Linked DNA regions of Mus musculus: all the other regions are linked to region 3. A link is a contact called in public HiCAR-type and promoter capture Hi-C data. All regions are on one chromosome and are shown on one strand. The core of a region is the stretch at or near the end of the contact, and the rest is flanking DNA. Distances in the headings are between cores, read along the strand shown.

What was found. HiCAR-type assays count read pairs that join an accessible place to other places. Capture Hi-C pulls out chosen DNA fragments and counts their contacts.
Region 1: a contact with region 3 is called in a HiCAR-type map of astrocytes, with 4 times the contacts expected there. The contact joins the promoter of Gli2 here to the promoter of Insig2 in region 3. A contact is called at or near these places in 1 of 39 promoter capture datasets (hippocampal neurons) and 1 of 115 datasets of contacts at active chromatin or transcription factors (astrocytes).
Region 2: a contact with region 3 is called in a HiCAR-type map of astrocytes, with 4 times the contacts expected there. The contact joins the promoter of Clasp1 here to the promoter of Insig2 in region 3. A contact is called at or near these places in 1 of 39 promoter capture datasets (liver), 1 of 484 Hi-C or Micro-C datasets (CD4 T cells), 1 of 115 datasets of contacts at active chromatin or transcription factors (astrocytes) and 2 of 9 other capture datasets (adipose tissue and liver).
Region 4: a promoter capture Hi-C map of liver shows a contact between it and region 3, with 4 times the contacts expected there. The contact joins the promoter of 2900060B14Rik here to the promoter of Insig2 in region 3. A contact is called at or near these places in 2 of 39 promoter capture datasets (cranial neural crest and liver), 1 of 484 Hi-C or Micro-C datasets (CD4 T cells), 1 of 115 datasets of contacts at active chromatin or transcription factors (astrocytes) and 2 of 9 other capture datasets (adipose tissue and liver).

The regions. Positions count from the first base shown.
Region 1 is chr1:119,052,120-119,055,593 of GRCm38.p6, reverse strand. It overlaps Gli2 (GLI-Kruppel family member GLI2), which reads left to right and starts at 1,975. Exons shown (of 14, transcript NM_001081125.1): 1 at 1,975-2,292.
Region 2 is chr1:118,387,206-118,390,672 of GRCm38.p6, reverse strand. Clasp1 (CLIP associating protein 1) reads right to left here and starts at 1,615. Exons shown (of 43, transcript NM_001359328.1): 1 at 1,152-1,615.
Region 3 is chr1:121,326,421-121,329,860 of GRCm38.p6, reverse strand. It overlaps Insig2 (insulin induced gene 2), which reads left to right and starts at 1,837. Exons shown (of 6, transcript NM_133748.2): 1 at 1,837-2,170.
Region 4 is chr1:118,457,358-118,460,916 of GRCm38.p6, reverse strand. It overlaps 2900060B14Rik (RIKEN cDNA 2900060B14 gene), which reads left to right and starts at 1,652. Exons shown (of 1, transcript NR_027901.1): 1 at 1,652-2,248. It overlaps Clasp1 (CLIP associating protein 1), which reads right to left. Exons shown (of 43, transcript NM_001359328.1): 3 at 1,038-1,116.

The DNA.
Region 1 (3,474 bases), core at 726-3,225, 2.3 Mb after region 3:
AACACCTTGTCACCTCCCCACCCCCACTCCCCCTGACTTCCAACCTGGGAAGATGACTTTGGGGAAGACAAAGTTAGCATCAAATCCTTGTAGCATCTCTGCCCTTCCCCGCTCTAGATCAAGAAGGAAGGTAACAAGAAAGGAAGAATGGGACACAGCACTTCCCCTTCTGTTAAAAAGTAAGTCAAGGTCAGTAAAAGACTAGGCCAGCAAAGGTGCTTGCTGCGAGCCTGGGTGGGGTCCTCAGCACCCACATGACAGAAGGAGAGAAACAGCCCCCTCTGCCCTGTCCTCTGACTGCTGCCAGAGGACTGTGACCTCACACCCTGTCCCACAAAATCAATATGTGGAATATAAACTTTAAATGTAAAACTCAGGGTCTTGGAAGTGGACCTCGGAAGGAGAGTATCCATAGCATTTGGAATGCCTTGGGCTATTTCATAAAATAGATACTGACTTGCAGAAACAAATAAAGCTAAGGGAGAGCCCACGGTGTAAACTGTGCCGTCCACCAACAGTGATCCAATCAGTGAGTAACATGGGCTGAGAAGGAGCTTTCTCTAAGGCAGGGTGGAATTGGTCTGGAGGCTTGGTTCTCTTGCTTTGAGAAGGAGGGGCTCGAAAGAGATGTGACCAACATTCTCAACAGGACACCTCTATTTAAATGGACCGACCTTAGATTATTGTGGGCAAGTTTCTAAGCGTCCTCAGGCATCAGTCACTCCACCTTTAAAAGGAGGATACCCTATGGCAGGCTAAGCAATACAAAGGAACTAGACCTCAGGAAGAAATATAAAGAAGTCCCGCGGGCAGCTTTCTAAGAGCAGAGCCCAGGAGAGGAAGCTGAGTCCCATGGCTTGGGAGGGCACGGCCATTTGCTGCCTGCTTGCTTCTTGGAGTGGACAGTTCTGGACTGTATGGAAAGCCGGGGCTACTTAAGCAAATGCTTTCATGAACAGCCTCATCTACACTTTGGCCTGCAACTTCGGTGAGCCTAATTCTTCCTTCTCCCTCTGATTACTTCCATCTGGCTGCAGCAGCTTCAATGGAGTCTCCGGGATTAAAAAAAAAAGAGAAAAAAAAGAAAAAGAAAAAGAAAAAGAAAGAAAGAAAGAAAGAAAGAAAGAAAGAAAGAAAGAAAGAAAGAAAGAAAGACCCCTCTCACTGCAAAACATAAGCAGCAAGCCTAAGGTTGGCGTCACTTGTCGCCGGCGTGCTCTCAGATGGCGGCGTGAGCGAGCCATGGCGAGGGGCGCCTGGGACCCCGGGCACCTGCACTAGCTGCCCGGGCGACGAGGGCCTGCGTGAATCCAGTCTTGCTTCCCAACCCACGTGTCTTCCTTCTGCTACGGCGCACAGAGGATCCGGGAGTTTTGGGAACAACCAGCGGAGGGCTGAGGGGGTTGGGAAGAAAGGGGGAGTTCAGATATTGAAACCAGCAGTCGCAGCGCCCGAGCTCCGGAGCTCATCTGACTTGAGTTAGCAACCCCCCAACCCGGCGCCTTAGAAAAAGTGTTTGAGACTGGCGTGTGCTCCTGTAGCTGGAACTTTCTGGTAGGGGTGCTTTATTTCCTCCGAACTGGGTTGGAAGAATCTGCGATAGTCCCAGCTCTTCTCCTCCAGAGTGGCGTCTGGGTCGTCACCCCCCACCCCCACTCCCTAACTCCTGGGTTCTCTGGTCCCCCGCTGGAACTTTCCGAAGGGGTGCTTTCCTTGCTGGAGCTGAGGTGGGGGAGAGTCTGTGTTCGCCCGCTGGCAATCCCCCTCCAGGGTGGTGTCCCCCCACCCCCAGCCTCAGAGGCAGGGTGCACGCGGCGGGGCGGGCAAGCTAAGGACGCGACGATCAGGGTTTGCCCAAGCTCAGCGCGCGGGGGCGCTGCGCCATCCCAGAGACGCTGATGGATTGCATGAGTGCCGGCGTTCGCCAGCCGAGGCAGCACGGCTCCGCGGACTTTTTTTCAAACTCCTCTCATCAATGAGACTTCGAGGAGGAGCGGGAGGCGGCGGCGGCGGCTACAGAGGACGCGGAGGAAGGCGAGGAGGAGCCAGAGGAAGGAGCACGGGTCGTGCGTAGCATCGCAGCCGCCCGGAGCTGCTGGCCTGGTGTCCTTAGGGACTGCCCGAGTCCCCCGCCCGCCTTGGTCCCCTCCTCTGCCTGGCCAGCCCCGCCCCGGCAGCCGGAGCCCCCGCACTCGGCAGCCCCACTCCAGCCAAGTTGGGATGGGGCCCTGCAACCACTGCCCGGCGCCCGAGAGGCCACCTGCATGCTAGAGGCAAACTTTTGTCTCCTCGGTAAAGTTGCATTGGCCTTCCCACCCTTCCTTTTTTCTTTTCTTTCTTTCTTTCTTTTTTTTTTTTTCCTCCCCTTACTCTTGGTGGCGAAGCACTTCCTAGCCTGGCCAGCTTCGGCTGAGATGCTGTGGCGGTCTTGGAGTGTCTCTCATCCGTTTACCGGAATCGAGATCGTGACACTGATTTTAGGGGGGCCGGCTAAAGAAGGCAACCCTGATTAGTGCCCTGGTCCAGCAGCGGCAGGGCTTAAGGAGGATCTTGGGGATCAGAACTCGTGGCCGGGGTCGATTTTATTACCACAGCCCTCCACTTGAGGGGAAGTGCTTCTTGTTCTTGGGTTGCTCGGGTAGGCCGGTCTTTGACCGGTGGTACCGCTTGGAGCCTGGAACTGTTTGGGGGCGACGTGGGGGCTGGGGTGCGCCGAAGCTCCCTTAGATGGGCAGCTGGGAGCGCGCCTGTGGGACTGTGCGGTGTGCTGCAACCGCCGCCGGCCACTTGGAAACTTGCAACTCTACTTCTCCGCGCTGCGAGTCCGCGTCCAGGAGCCAGTCTTTTCTTTCTTCCTTCTTTCCCTCTCGTTGAACCCTGTTGCCCCTTCCCTCCGCCGCCAGTCTCTGGACCTCGGTTCTGGCTTCCTTACCTTTCTCTCTTATCCTAGGTCTCCAGATCCCCTTGACTTCCAGAATGGATCCACGCGTAATCCTTCGCCGAGGGATCGGTTCCCCCTACTCCTCGCTTTCATCCTAGCCCCCACTTAACACCCCCCAAGCAATCTCTCAACAAGTATATTTGCTGAGGAATTTGAAAAATCCACTACTGCAACTTGATCTGTGTGTGATGGATGAGGAGCGGCGCGGACAGAGTTGGGCGCCAATCCTATTAAGGGTTTAGAGAGAGGGGAGCGTTTTTTTTCCTCCGGGATTGGGGGTGGGGGGAGGGACCGTGTGCTTGAGTGAGTTCGAGAGGGCTCCCGCCGCGCCGGGAGCTGGAAGTCCACCCAACTGGGCTCCTTTTCAGCCCGGCAGCAATTGCTCTCATTTCCTAGGAAACCTGACTTTTAGAGCTTGAGGACACTAAGGATGGAGCCCTTGCGCTTCACCTCGAGTGACCTGGCTACAGAGACGCAAGGAGTTTGTGGGGATCCCCCAGGGCGCCTCTCCTTCCAGGCTTTGTGTGTGTGTC
Region 2 (3,467 bases), core at 366-2,865, 2.9 Mb after region 3:
TAACAATAAAATTATCATCTCTAAGGCCAGAATTGATACTAGCCTGTGGCACCTGAATCTGGTACAAGGTAGATGCAAAGGCATCGCTCCTGACCCTTCCACATCACTATCTCCCAAAGGACTGGAGCGTCCAAAGCGCTCATTGCCACATCACAAATTAAAGTATCAGGTTTAAAGAACTCACAGGTTCCACCATTAGGTCAGTGTTTCATGAACGGATCCCGGCACAGAAATCCATCCGGATGCGACACACATGCTTTAAGGCTCCAACTAATTGTTCTTTTAATTTAAGAAATAAACACAGTTATTTTTAAAATCTAGATATATTATGTAATGAGATTGACTTTGGAAAACCCCACACTCATCCAAGCAACTCATAAAATGGAAAGCAAGATTCAATCCGCTCCATTGTATCCAACCAGACCAACGTGCAAGATCACACACTCATCTTCGTCAGAGCGGCTCTGCCAATACCGAAGAACAACAAAGGCAAGTTGGAGAGGCTGCACAGGCTTAACTCAGCGCTTGTCCGCTCTTCCCTGCTTCGCAAAGATCCTATATGAGGGGCCCTCCTGGGACAAGGGGACCTTCCGCACCCCGCTGGGCCCCGGCTGCTCCGCTTTTGTCTGGCCCAGGCTGGGGGCACCGGCCGCCCGGCCTGCCTCCCCGACAACCCCTTCTTCCCTCTGAATCTTTCTCCACACCCATCACTCGCCGATGATTAGTTGTAGTGAGGTTTTCTCTCCTGGAGCCCCTTCCCGCTCAGTGTAATCTCGGTTCCTTTCAAAGAGATCCCGGGGCTGCTTTGGCGTCTCCCAAGCCGGCCAGGGGAGACTCCGGGTCAGGAAGGGGCCCCGGGGTGGGGTCTGAAAGAGACAGTCACACAAAGCCAGGCTTGACCCCACAGTCGCCCCACCTCCCCTCTGCAAAGCAGCCTACAATCAGAACTGAAGCCGGAGGCCGCGCGTCCTGGGTCCTCACCCAGATCCCATCCCAGGGCCGCCCCCTCCCCCAAAAGTGCACCCCAGAGCGGCTGACAGCACTGGACACCGTCCCCACCCGGACCCTGCGCCCGCCGCCGCTCGGAAAAGAAGCAGGGCCCTCCAGTGGACTCCATTCTGAGCATTCTTCGTCTTAAACCCGGTACTTACAGTTCTATTATTCACTACTGTTGCGGCTGCGGACCGGACAGCCACCGCCTTCTCCTCCACCCCAATGAGGTTAAGCGCTTGGTGCGGGGATTAAAAAAAAAAAAAAAAAAAATGAAAAACCAAAATGCGCCTGCGCAGAGAGGTCTCCCTGTGTCCTCTTACCGCCACCGGCCGGGCTGAACCATAGAGACTGTAATCTCAGCCCAGAGAGGTGGCTTCCTCTCTATGGTAACGCCCAGCGCTGGGGCCCGCATGAAGTTTCAGGTCCCGCCGCCTTTGCCTTTGACCCGAATGGCGACCCGTAGCATAAAGGTGCTTTAATAAAAAAAGGTGACCAAGGAGAATTTAAGGAATGTTTAGAGCCTTTAAAGGAGAGGAAGCAAAACTCGAGCAAGACTAGGAGAAGGCTGTGCGATAAAAGAGCTAGAGAGGAGTCAGGAGCGCTTCCAGCCGGAACTTCCTTTGATTGTCGAGGTGTTTGATACTTGAATTAAACAATCTTTCACTTCTGGGTTACGGGTGCCCGCTATTTACCGGGCGACTTCAGTGAAAGAAATTGGCCCCCGCGACTTCCCGTAGCTGACAGCGCGTTGGGCTTGTCCTGAATATGCGTACAAGCGCTGCTACCGGAAGCCCAGGTTTTAAACCGTTCTTCGCGCTTTAGCGAGCCAGGGCGCGAGGTGGAGGCTGCTGAGATTGGTGTGAGAGTGTGCCAGTTTCTTTTCTAAGTTCCTTCACAACAACGTCGCCTCGCGTCCCGCGTGGCCTTCAGGTTATATCTGAGGTTTTTGGGCTATGCAGATTGCAGCGCTACTTTCAAGGAGCCTAAGGACGCCCTGTTTTGTCCTTCTACGCCCGTGTGCTACCCAACAGTTTGGATTTGAGAGCTTTTGTGTTGCAGTTGTACACTGGTGAAAATCACTTTTAAAGTGTCGGATTGGCTTCCTCTGTCAAGACTGGGTGTTTATGGGGACTCTTTTGTGCGGGAATGTGTATGTATTGGGAGATGTGTGATAACGCCGTCAGATCTTCCGGACTTGGAAAGGCAAGCCAAAACAATAAAGCCAATCACAGACCTGTGTGGTGCAGAAAAGGTATAGGATTCACATGCAGGACGGGACTCGTGATTGAATATAGAAAAAGTAACATCTTTAAGATGTAAATGCAAGCAAGTTTACTAACCGTGGGTGGAAAACCCTGAAGCGCGTTCTAGAAAGAAATACCGCCGGGTCAAGGGCCGAGCGGAAGTGGGTGGTATGCTGGGAGAACAATGTGTGGAGAGTAGTCAACTGGAAAGGAAAAGAGAAACCCAAGAAAAGTTTGATAAGTTCAATGGGAAGGAATTTGTGCATATTAACAAAAGAAACGTTGTAGCTGGTTTTTATTGTACAGTTCAGTGCACTTACATTGTTAAGTAGCCACTCTTCTGCTTTCTTTTTGTCATACAAAAAATGCACCTGTTAATTTGTAATTCCTCTTTACCTTTAGCTCTGATTACCACCATTCTGCTTTCTATGGATTAAAATACTGAGAGTATTTTGAAAGTGGAGTCATATAGTCTTGGTCTTTTTATTTTTTTTAAGATTTATTTATTCATTATATGTAAGTACACTGTAGCTGTCTCAGACACACCAAAATAGGGCATCAGGTCTCATTATGGATGGTTGTGAGCCACCATGTGGTTGCTAGGAATTGAACTCAGGACCTCTGGAAGAGCAGTCAGTGCTCTTAACCGCTGAACCATCTCTCCAGCCCAGTCTTGGTGTTTTTATAACTGGTTCATTTCACATAGTCTAATAGACTCCAGAGCTGTCAGTGCATGTTGTAGCATGTGTCCAGAGTGCCCTCTTTAAAGCTGAATAATGTGTCAGTACATGCATTCACCACCCTGGCTACTTTCGTCATTTGCTATTCTACACAATGTTGTGAACATGGATATCGGTCTGTCTTTAGGATTCTACTTTTAGGGACACAGGAGATGACTCAAGATGACTGAATAAAGGCACAAGCTGACAAGCCTGGTTACCTGAATTCTGTTCTCCACAATGGAAGGGGAGAACAAGTTATCTGCTCACTTCCACATGGCCATTATGGCCCATAAGCTCAATAAATACTCAACACAAACATAAATAATGAACAAATGAGTGAATGATTTTTTTAAAAGGTCACGTTTAATAGAAAAGTTGGAAACAAAATGAAGATAGCCACACTTGATTCATATTGTTACTCATACCTTTACTAGAGATGGTTACATAGTAAAAAAGAAAAAGAAAAAAAAAAAGAATGTTTGGTATTGTTTGCAAAGCAGTGGAGGAA
Region 3 (3,440 bases), core at 588-3,087:
TCAAATCACTGATATTTCTAGTGGTTAAAAGGACTTTAAAAATTAGCAGGTTCACTATTTTACTTCATATCTATAAAAAGAAAAACCTAGAAAAAAAGGACCAATTGGACCTGACTTCACATATGGAGTCAGTGCTGAGACACAACTGAACTTTCAAAAAGTCTTCACCAGCAGTCCAATGGCACAGAACCAACTTTAAAGTAAGCCAAAATAAATATGATCTCACCGCCCTCTTAAGTCATACCCTGACATCAGTTTGTTCTGGATTTTCATGTTGCTGTGAAAAACAAATGCTTGGCAAAAGGACTTGAGGGAGGATGGGTTTATTTTGGCTCCCATTAAGGAAGGACACAGGCCATCACCATAGCTAAGGCATGGAGGCGAGAGTGAGGTCACACTGACTGAAGAGACAGGAAAGAAACAGGAAACTGAGAGGAGTGTTGATGCTCAGTGAGCTTTCTCTTTTTTATTCAGCTCTTGACCCCATTGGGGCTGCTCACATCCATGTGCTTCTTCCTTCCTTCTTTCCTGAAATGTTTCTAGAAACATCCCTCAGACATACACCCAGAGGTATTCCCATAGCGATTCTCAATCCTGCCAAGTTGACAAAAATATCATATCATGGATAATATGGGTTATCCCATGTGTATTTTTATTTTTCCTTATAAAACTCTTCATCTGTGCAGCATAATTAGCCTAGGCTTTCAATTACTATGCATAAAAACCTGCAGGAATTAAATTTAAGATTAGCTAGACAAAAACCATTAGAAATACATGAAAAGCCATATTATTACATGCTGAGTCTTTTGGTCCAAGTTTAGTTTCTCTTATTTTTAAGAAATAAATGTGTTGATAAAATGATCAGAAACTGTTAAAGATGCATCTGATTGTTAGTTCAAAGTAAATGAAAACAAAGGCATTTAACCAAATGACATTCTCTTGCTAAATTATAGCAATTACTTTAGGCCCATAGTTCCTACAAAACTCTCCTTAAGACCAATGCAATCAGACCACAAGCATAATATATTTTTGGCTAAGCTCCCCAAAAGATGATATAGTGAACAGCCCAGAGGTGGTAATCAAGCCACTTATTAGCCTTTAAAAACACTCTGTAGAGGAATGTAGTGGTGGGCAGGAAAAATGATCAAAACGTATTGTATATGTATGAAATTTTTCTTTAAAAAAAAAAAAAAAGAGTCCTTAAGGACTTCATACAATGCATTTTTATATTTACTCCCCACTTCCCTGACACATCTCCCGGATTCGCACTCCACTTCCCCACTCGAACTTCAAGTCCTTAAAATCTTCAAGGAATAAAGAAAACAAAACTTCTCTGTACCATTTTCCATCCAAAACAACAGCTCATCTGCACCATCTCCAACGTGCACACTATCCATTCTCTTAATTATGGTTTCCAGTTCTAAAAGGAAGGTCTTAGCTGGGCGTGGTGGCGCACACTTCTGATCCTAGCACTGAGGAAGCAGAGACAAGTAGCTCTCGAGGTCTGCCTGGTCTACCTGGGTAGCTTCAGACCGGCTAAGGCTACATACACTGTGTGACCCTGTCTCAAGAAGGAAGCGCTTTAAGTCAAATTTTGACAGTAACAGAGGTGATAAGGTTTTGTGTTGCTTGGTCTTTGACCCAAGTCTCTCGAGAGCTGATGCAAAGAGCTGCCTTTAATCCGTATTCAGAAAGGATACTGAGGCACACTCCAAGGCGGGAAGAAGTTGCAGGCGACAACCGTGGAGCCTGTCACCCGGCTGGCAACTGCGGCCCACGCAGAGGGTGGAGTCTCGGGCTGCGCGTGCGTGCGCGCACGAGTCCCTCACTCCGCCCACAGAGTCCAGATGCCCATCCAGAACCTCTGACTCCCGAGGGCACCAACAACAGCTGATTTCGCAGCCTCTCCTCCTCCCAGACAGGGTCCCCACCTCCTTCCAGCCCGGAGTGCCCGGCACACCGGAAGTCCTTTTGCCCCGTCTCCGCAGAGCGGAGGCAGTGCGCGCAGAGGCAACCGGAAGCTCCTCTGCCCCTACCGTCAGCGTGAAGCCGCCGGGCGGCGCAGGCGCAGTGCGGCTCAGGCGGAGCTGTGGGAGGGGAGTAGGTCGGGGGCCGGTCCCTGAAGATGGCGGAGGCGGGGGTGAACTGGGGGTCTCCGGGCAGAGCTCAGGTGAGCTTATTTGGCCGGGGACGGCTCGAGGACGGCGGTGGCTTTTGGGAAGAGGAGCTGTTTATGTTTTAACGTCGCAGGCTGGCAACACTCCTAGCTGGTGTTGGGGGATCCAGGACCCGCAGGTGGGGCCTGCTGGGGCGAGGGGTCCCCGGCTTACCTGGAGAGAGGTCAGCGAGATCTAGGGAAAAACCAGCGGGCTCATAGAGGGACAGGCTTTGGGGGATGCCGAGGTCCCTGGACAGTGGAAGACTGTCAGAGTGGAAGAAGGCTGGAGGACAGCGGAAAGGGCGACCCTGGAGGTCTGTTTGGGGACAGAGATGGGCCAGCTGTCTAGTGTACACCTGCCCGGACTCGGTGCCTTGTAGTCTGGGAGGAAGACTCAGGCTTGTATGGGAGATGGATGGAAATTAGGTACATAACCGTAGGAAGTTTAGAATCTACCGAAATAAGAGGACTCCTGAGTTGAAGAGTAGGGATTGTGAATCGGAAGTGAATACCTTTTAGGTATGTATCAGTGGGTGCTGCCAAGCAGTTGTTGCCAGGGCCTAGAAGTCGGTTGGTGATAGTAAGTGGGGCTTTAGCGTCGTTCTTTGGGGATGAGCCGGCTGGTAAAGGAAAACAGTGCTTTGCTGAGGATGGCGTTTAGGGACACGAAAGGAGTTAAAACTTAAGTGAAAAGTTGTTCACGGGTAGTGTGAACTATGTCGTTGGGTGAAATAGATACCCCGAAGTGTTTACTGTTTTGTAGGATTGATGAGGAAATTCTTGGAGAAAGAGCAAATTGAGTTGACTGTTGGGACACTTATGTTGGCTGGTTTCAGTGACCACAGCAATGAAAGACAGTCTCCAGTTCTGGATTAAAACAAAACAAAACAAAACAAAACAAAAAAAAAAAACCAAGGCTTCCATGCGGGGCTTCCTCTCTGCCCCCCCTTCCCCCCTAGCTTTGGGGTTTGGCCCAGACAGTGAACTACTGAATGAAAATGAATAAAGGGGTGTCCCCTGTTAATTAATGACCTGCGGGGGAAAAACAATGACTGATGTTTTCTTCCTCCATCGTTTTTTCTGGATTTGTAACCGCTGATATTACTTGTTTTCATAGTATTCAGCTCGCATCTATTATGAAATGACCAATCTATGAGTCGTTTTGTATTCGGGGAAATTTGATGCTTTAAAAACGGATAATTGTGTTTTAGATAGAGATACTGAAAAGGAAAAGATAAAGGACAGTTCAGTAAAAACACTGTTTTTATTGTGTGTAGAAAAT
Region 4 (3,559 bases), core at 403-2,902, 2.9 Mb after region 3:
AAGTCCCCTGCAGCTGGGAGAGTGAGCCATTCTCATCAGGGGGTATGCATAAGGACTCACCTTATAAACATCCCTCAGCTACGCTTCTGCATGCAACCCTAGTGAGACTCGGTAGGTCATGGGAGGGGAAAGACAGGAATGTAGAAGGAGCTAAGTGGAGAAAGAAGGTATCAAGCAGGAGTGAGAGGGAAATAGAGGCAACTGTAAGAGTGGAGGTGTGGTTGAAATACACTGTAGGGAATGCCATGCTTGAAATGACATATGCAATGGAAACATTAAGCAACAGACCAGCATGCTTCAGTGGCATTGGGTACATTTTACTTATAGCATACAAAAGACACACAGCACACCCACACACTGAAGCATGGGCCAGCCCACCCATGTCTATTCCAACCCCGTTAGGCCTCTGGTGAGAATCCATGAGTCCTGAGCTAATGTAGGGGGGAAATGGAAAATGGTTCAAACATCAGATTCCTAACAGTAAGTTTCAGGATCCCACCATCCTTCTCAGTGAGCGCACTGACTGCAAAGCTACAGAAAAAGAAAAGGACAGACAGACACTGGTAATGAACACTAGTGGAGAATTCCAGCTGACACTGTGGCTCAGTGGTTATTGCTTGCTGGCATACAGAGGACATAGATTCTATTCACCCACTGCGCACACAAAAGGGAATCAAGAAAAGAGAATAGAGAAATTTGCTACTGAAACAGTTGTATAAACAGAATTGCTTAGTGTTTACATCGCCACCATGAAACACACTGATTTAGAGACATCTAAACGGTGGAAAAATCCAACTGGCTCCTTTTTTGTAGGACTTTTCAAAGAAAACTGAGTCTCCGAGGAGGTTGAGAGGACAATGCGTACTGGCTGGCATCAAGCTGATGTCTAAACTGGCATAAAAATCCTCAATTGGCAATATTATAATAATTCGGGTTTAGAGGGGAAGGTACCAGTTTAGGGGCGGTGAGGCCACGATGTGGGGTGAGTCCAGGGTGGGACGGAAGGATGAGAGCCTGCTATGCTAGCTAAGGCTCACCTGTGCCGATTTGCGCCTTGAACCGGTCCTGCAGCCTAGTCACCAGTGCCGACAGGATGTCCATGCCCAAGAGAACCACCTGCAACGCAAAGAAGCACAGCGTCAGCGGTGCAGTGGGATGGCGCTGACATAGCTGGTCCCCGCGGGCGCCCAGCGACTGGGAAGACTGAGCTGGCTGGTCAGGAAAGGGTACTCGGCACGGAAAAACCCGCTACCGTTTGGAAGAAAAACTCGCCGAAGCGGAACTCCACTGAAGCAGCACGACCTAGAGGAGCCTACTGCGGCCCCGCCCTCTCCTTGAGTTGCGTATGCAAATTTACCAGGTCGCACCCTCCCCCCAAATTGCTAACTCTAAGCCTCCCTCCGGCCCCGCCCAGAAAGGCGTGTATGCAAATTTTCAGACTTGTGACGCGCGGCCTTCTGGGTAAAGACAAGCAGGCTTCAGAAAGCCCCTTGGGAGTTTCAGAAAAACAGAAAGGGTATTCGACGTGGGAAGCAGCAGTCGAAGAAAATACTGTACACCGGGCAGGTTGGGGTAGGCCTCCTGCGGTGGTCACCGCAACCAAACCCGGACTTAGAGCTTTCTGGCTGCCGGGCGCGCGTGGTTGCAAGCAACCATCCTTTTCTTGGGGTTGCGCTACTGTCCAATGAACGCGTAGTGAGGGCAGTACTGCTAACGCCTGACAACACACCTGCATCGGTTAGAGCTCTGCTTTACCTTGGTGCAATTTTTGGAAAAAACCACAAAACCTCTCTTCCTTACCTAAACATTTAAAGATTAAAGTAGCCGCGTGTGTACTGTTGCCCTCCTCGCAGTTCCTTTATTGTATGCTAGAGGGCAGCCGGACAGTAATTACTGGAGACCAGCTTTCTCACCGCTGCCCTAAGACTGTGATACACTAAGAAGCGCTCCCTTTGGAAAATGTTGTAATACAGATAAAGGGTTCCGTATTTGGGTTTTCATCCAGCTTACAAGTAAATCTATATACTAATTCAAACACCAAGCCAGCACTGGGAGGAATTAGATACTTGAAAGTGTATAATTCTTTTGAGGCGCAGAGTCTATGTAGCCCTTAGCATGTAGCCCCTGCTGGCCTCAAACTTGTAGCTCCCGACTGCTAAAATTAAAGGCATGTACCACTTCCCGGGGCCCTTTTTTCTCCCAACTTTTAAAATAGTTCTATTTATGAGCATTTTCTTTAAAACAAAGCAAAAAAAAAAAAAAAAAAAAAACCAAAAAAACAAAAACAAACAAAGGTCTTACTTTTGAGCCACAGGATTTAAGTTTCCTTAGTTTGGCTTCCTTCCAAAGAGCACAGTAGGAATGGGAGGTAATTTTACAGTACAGAAACCTGACAAACTATTACCTCAGCCAGGTGACCAAGGTCAGCTTAAACAATGCTAAGTCATGCTGGTGATGTAAGCTTGGTATAATATAATGCACACTTCACCTCTGTCACAGTCTCTTTAAAGCCCACAAGCTGTGAGTAATCTCAAGGAAAATATGAGGGAAACTCAAACACCTGCCCAGTGCGTCGCTGTCAGGGCCAAAACCAAGGATACCGAGAAACTGCCACAGTGAAGACAAATTTTTTATAGTTTCTTAATTTGCCTGGGAAAAGGAAAATGACTTTTTCCAGATATTGTTTTGTTTTGTTTTGAAAGAACCAAATAATAAACAAACCAACTTAAGAGCCAAAGAATGGGCTCCATTGAAAGTTCAGTGTACATAGAGCAAGAGAAATTAAACAGGAAAGCTCCAAGTGCAGCCCAAGGAAGCAAAGGGTTAGAGACCCCCAAAGCGCAGGTGCACAGCAGAGACAGATGCTCTGACAGACAGAGCAGTGGTAAAAAGCAACAGCTGACAATCACTATAGGCTACTACAAAGGAAAAGGGAGGGAGGGAGGGAGGGAGAGAGCAAGGGAGGCAGGGAGTGACAGCACAAAGAAATAGGAACTGCACACTGCTGTTGGAGATGCAAAATGAAAATCAGTGTGCAAAATGTCTTCAGAAAATTAAATAGAACTGAACTGTATGATCCAGCAATTCTGCTCTGGATGTGAACACACGGAGGTAAAGCAGGCTCAAGGGCTCTGCGTGCTCATGTCCGTGGCAGCAATTCTACAGTAAGTATGGAAACGCTCGCTCAACACATGGTCTTATCGCTCCAGTCCTCTAGCCTTCCTATCTACAACTGTGCTTTCACAGTTTTAGCTATCACAGCAAACAACAGTCCCAAAGTAACACATGAAAATTCCTGAAGTAAACAACTTATTGAATTTAAATTGTGTGCTATTCTGAAAGCACAGTACACGATCACACTCTACTGCTCAGTCCCACTCAGAAATGAGAACCATCCCTCTGGCATCCGGCATCCAGGCAGTATACGCTGCCCTCCACGAATCACTTGGCAGTCACACTGCAGCTCTGCTGGGAGACAGAGTGAGCTTACTTGCAAATGTTCCCAAAGCACAAGAGTGACACTGACAATCTGGGCATGCCAAAGAGAAAGTATTGGGAC